Linked DNA regions of Danio rerio: region 1 is linked to region 2. Evidence: chromatin contacts called from public HiCAR-type data. All regions are on one chromosome and are shown on one strand. Each heading gives the region's core, a stretch centred on a gene start, on an enhancer-like site or on the middle of the called end of the contact. The rest is flanking DNA. Distances are from core to core; before and after follow the strand shown.

Region 1 (2,700 bases), core at 85-2,584, 95 kb after region 2:
TTTCTCAAATCAATTAGTACAAACGGCAAAACCTAGTTGATAACCAGCAAAAGTGTGTCACTTGCTCAAAATGGAAAGCTCACTCATTTAGAACAAGTATTGATGTCATTGAAAGTGTCTTCAAGATGAAAAGTCCTGACACCATTGTTTATGAACAAGATAGTCCAATGGCTTTGTCATGTTTTCATTATGACAGTTTACTCTGCACATTTTTTCCAATGGAAAAAAATAAAAAGTCAGATTTTGGTGACACTTCCGGAAAATGCTCAAGACAGCATGTTATTTGCACAGCCATTTGAAAACTACAGTAAAGTTAGACATCACTGCATTTAGTGAGGTATCTGTGTACAAGACACTGGATATGTATGTTTCACATTTTTACTGCATTTGCTCTTTGCAATTATAATGTATTCACACTCACAGCATTGTGCAAAAGAATAAACACACCCTTATTTACAACAAACATAAACTTACTTTGGAAGCATGATTGTAAATGATATTGCAGTACATATTGGAACTGAACCTACAACACACAGGTCTGTAAATCATTCATGAAATTGTTCAATTTAGGAAACATTTTCAGGGGAAAAAATTGCTTGACATATTTTGACAACTAGTTCAACATTTTTGTATGTAATGACTCAAGTAATGAAATAAGGACTATTAGTTTTATATGGAATGACTATTCAGCATTCAGAAGTTTAGTTAATTTTGACTGACATGACATAAGCAAATGATAATGTTATAAACAGCAGAGTTGTATGAAAGCAATTGAAGCATGCTCAAAAGCATTTGCAATGTGTTGGAAGGAATGAGAAACTGCTACTAGGATGTGCACAAATGACTAATTGTTTTGAGAAATGCATTAACTGTAGTGCAAATGTAAATAGTGTTGTGAGAAATGCACCAAAGCCACTCAGAAAAACTGTAAATGAAATAGGGCCTTCATAGGCTCTATCTCCACAGCATGATTGAGTTTACAGAGACACCTAGTGGAACGTTGTAAGTGCAGCACGATTGTACAGAGGTAAACATTTTAGTATACAAATATCAGTAAACAATTATAGAAAATACAAAATTATAGAAAGAAAAAATATTGTTATGCTTGTAAATGCCTATGGTCCAATTTCTAGTCCTCTCTCCATTAAACTGATGCAAATACGGACATATACAAACTTGATCACATATAAAAAGAATACATCGGTACATTAAAAATATGACACGTACGTCTGGTTTTACAAAGACATAAATTTACAGTTCATTGATAAGTCTTACCAAAAGAGATGCGTGTTTTAATCGCACCCGGAATAAATCTATCGGTGCAATGTTTCCTCACGGCTGTATTTCACCGCGACACATACAACAGTTCATGTGCCGCATATATCGCAGTCTGGCTGTACCACAAGCTACTGTAAGTACTTAGTTCTCATTTAAATGCAGCGTAATTTAAAATAATGACAACTCAAAGTTAATATAAAAGCCAACTCAAAGGGTTTGCCTTTTGTGTGCATTAAGGTCTATTTCTTTTTTTTTTTTACATCCCATTCCGTGAGTCCAACCTCTTCAGCTTATTTTGCTGAAACACATTTTAAAATGTGAAGTAAACAATGACTTCGCACATCTAAATGTAATGCTCATACTATACTCTATTACTCGTACAATACACGTTTGCCTACGTTAAGTTATGGTAACACATTAGGCATGCAAGCAAATCATATCCTCGACTGTGACCTTATTTGTTTAACGTTACAATAGTATTAATGTTTCACCCTATGTAGGCAGGCAGCATGACGAAACCCCTCGGGTTCGAGTTCTGGAGGCGCACTCTGAAGGGCGCGCGCTTCGTGGTCGCGCCCATGGTGGATCAGAGCGAGCTGGCGTGGAGGCTGCTGAGCCGCAGACATGGCGCAGAGCTCTGCTACACACCCATGCTGCACGCACAGGTCTTCGTCCGAGATGCCAACTACCGCCGGGAAAACCTCTACAGCGAGGTCAACCAGGAGGACCGACCCCTCATCACTCAGGTGGGTCTGTGGACAGTAGAGAATTGAGGTGAAGTTGGTTTTAAATTCACACATTCACGGACTTTCTGCTTAATAATATATTTTCAGAAAAGTATACTTCTTTGCATCATATTAGCAGCCAGTGGCTATCAAAGTACAACATTGTTCACAGTCAACTAAATAGTGCTAATGTTGTTTACCTGTATATTTATATCAAATATGTACATGCAATTTACCATCCAGATCTTTTTTGACTAACTGCATCTCCGTTTAATGTTTATCTTCCTTTTTTTCATATTTGTGTTGTCACTTGTCACTTTATGTATACTGGAAGCTTCTGTAGCCAAAACAAATTCCTTGTGTGTAAAGCACACTTGGCAATAAAACTGATTCTGATTTAAGTGCATGTGATTTCAGGCCGAATGTTCAAAGTACCATGGTAAACAATATTGGGAACATGTCACAGGTTGCACTGAACGAATGTGTGAATATACAACTAACTTTACCTCAATACGAAGAGATGGAGAGTATGTTTTGCTGCATGAGTGTCATTTTCATGTTGATGTCTCCATCCAGTTCTGTGCCAATGATCCTGAGGTGTTTATCCAAGCAGCACTGCTCGCCCAGGATTACTGTGACGCCATCGATCTGAATTTGGGTTGCCCGCAGATGATTGCTAAAAGAGGTAGTGAAGCTT
Region 2 (2,700 bases), core at 123-2,622:
ATTACACATTTCTTTAAATATAGAAGTTATGCTTTTACATTGTAAGTTGCATTCTGAGGTGCAAGGGACAGTATCATGTATCCAATGTAATGTAATGTCAGATCTGACTGCCTATGTGTGAAATACAGTAGCATGTAAAGAAACGCATAATGTCAGATATGCCATATTGTCAGTTAAAGCACGGTTGTGTCTTTTGTCTAACAAATGAAGGAGTAATTCAGGCAAAGCCCCTAAAAACAAGTTTTATGTACTAATCCTATAATGGCAGCTTTACTTTCCACTAATAAGCACTGCCCACTAAATTATGTATTTAAGTGAGTGCTAGCTGCAGTAGTAGAGAGATTTTTCGATGAATGCCACAGCGACGATGAGTTCTTATGAAAGGTTTCTGCTTTGAAGATACCCAAAAGTCCTCCTGGTTTTCCTGGACTTTCAAAAGTCCTCTTCAAATTCAAAACACTATGAAGTAAAGATCATGTTCCATGAAGATATTTTGTAAATGTCCAACCGTAAATATTAAAATATGTAAATACAAAACTCAATTTTTGATTAGTAATAAGTATACTGTAGCTAGGAACTTTACATGTAATTTTCTGAATATGTGGATTTTTTTCTGATTCAAATTCAAATGGTTGTATCTCAGCCAAAAGTGGTTCCATCCTAACAAACCATACATTAATAAATTTCTGGTGGTGTTTAAATCTCAATTTCAAAAACTGACAATTATGACTGATTTTGTAGTCCAGAGTCACGTTTATATAGGCAGGTTTACAGCAAAAGAACATGGTTAAACTATGGTGTAGTAAGTGTAAAAAAAAACATGAATGGTTTTCTGTTACTATGCTGCCAATTATTACATTTTAGTTTTATTCATAGTAAAACAACGGCTACTATTCTTAAATGTTGATCCCCAACACAACTTCTTACCTTACACTGTCATTATCACGTACTATATAAATACTTTCAGCAGAAGGCAGGTAGCATTCCTCAATAAACAGGTCTAAAATAGTCTTGCGGCTGTAGCCAAACTTTTCCTTTATGATGCTGGAAAGATCTGCGACAACTCGGCATTTGTTCAGGTCCACCAGCAACCAACACATCCGACACTCTGGTGTTGCAGGAGGAGGATAGTCAAAATACAACCTAACCCTGGCAGTGTTGAGGCTGGAGGTGGCCATGCCTGAACACTACACTACGTTACAGTACAGTCATGAGGATGATGGAGGCGCTCAGTGTTTTAAACGACGGCTTCCGCCGGTTTCTAACACACTCTGCTGCGCTCTGTCGGTGTGGAAGGGACACCATGTGGTTTATTTCCCTGTTCGTCAGCTGACTAGAGTCATATGATGCTGTTCCGCACATCACATTGCTCGGGGTTTGGGTTTGAGTACTTATAGTCGGCGTTGGTCCATCAGACACAAGCCAATGTGGCAGCCGTTTGAGAGAGCCTGAGGTCATTAATGATGGCGCGGTCGTGGATTGGCATGTTGGTCGTGCTGCTGTTTGCTGTGAGCTTTTATGAAGGTATGAAATGTGTTCAATTTAACACTGAGGAAAGTTGTAGGGTATCTATTTATGGGTTTTTGGTTTTTATTGTTAGTCATGATGAATGGAACTGCAACATGAGAGGAGATATAGTGAAATGTTTTGTAACTTGAGAGACAAACCGAAACCGAAAGATGTTGACCGTTGTTTCATTTGTATCCAGTTAGTCGTGAGATTAACCGAAACCGAGTCGGTTGATTCTAATGAAAGACGATGAGCATAAATGATTATATTCATATAGTCAAGAACAATGGAATAATACATTTTAATCGTTTAAAACGATAAACATGTAAGTGTAAAAGTGAAAACATCAACAGACTATCTGTCTGAGTATTCTGTTTACTCCTTTACATTATTAAATATCTAAAAAGCTTACTTGACTGCAATTCTTGCAGTATTCACCTTTAAGGAACTTCTTTATTCTGTTAATACTTTTTAATTGGTTTTAATCAGGAAAATCCAAATGTAGTATCCAACTGAAAGGGAGAGGGGGGAGTAGAAACCTAATGTTAAGTTTTGAGCAATTCCATGCAAATGTCAACCTTGCCATGAAAAAAAAATGAAGTTTTCACCAAGATAGCAAAACTGAATCTGCTTTTTTGCATAAGCAAGTATTTTACTGTACTTTATACTCAAACATGTTTCTGTCAATGTTTTGAAACTATTATATTTGATTTACCAAAGTCACACAAGTGGCAATTTCACATCTATTACATCCATAACATAGAGAAGTCACATCCATAACAAAGCTTTTTCCTCATAACTGCAAAAATCTAAAATAAAACGAATCAGTTTTGTTCTGTAGCGAGATAAATCTTATCCTTTTAATTTACAGAATTTCTATAAACTATGTTGTATACGGTAACTTTTTTTCACAATCATAATACATGTTTATTTCCTCATTTGAAATCTGAAAATGTTCAGAGATTGATATTTTTCTGATCCCGTAACTCTGTGGTTAGTTGGTTTGGAAAATACAAACAAAAGTTTCAATATAATGTTAACATATAATTTCCATGTGACTTTATGTTTTAAATTTTTACTGCAAATGTCACATCCAGCCATAACGCTGGAGTTGCTCTTTTATTGTGAAACAAACTTGCATCTTGTCGTAAATATAACCATATTAGTTGGGATGGTGTTAAAAAAAGAAAA

The links. HiCAR-type assays count read pairs that join an accessible place to other places.
Region 1: a contact with region 2 is called in a HiCAR-type map of caudal fin, with 3 times the contacts expected there. The contact joins the promoter of dus1l here to the promoter of scpep1 in region 2. A contact is called at or near these places in 2 of 4 datasets of contacts at active chromatin or transcription factors (caudal fin and embryo).

The regions. Positions count from the first base shown.
Region 1 is chr3:35,079,898-35,082,597 of GRCz12tu, forward strand. dus1l (dihydrouridine synthase 1-like (S. cerevisiae)) reads left to right here and starts at 1,335. Exons shown (of 14, transcript NM_199617.2): 1 at 1,335-1,411; 2 at 1,779-2,024; 3 at 2,580-2,688. The coding sequence starts at 1,370.
Region 2 is chr3:34,984,406-34,987,105 of GRCz12tu, forward strand. It overlaps scpep1 (serine carboxypeptidase 1), which reads left to right and starts at 1,373. Exons shown (of 13, transcript NM_200192.1): 1 at 1,373-1,524. The coding sequence starts at 1,461. coil (coilin p80) reads right to left here and starts at 1,294. Exons shown (of 7, transcript NM_131512.2): 1 at 928-1,294. The coding sequence starts at 1,178.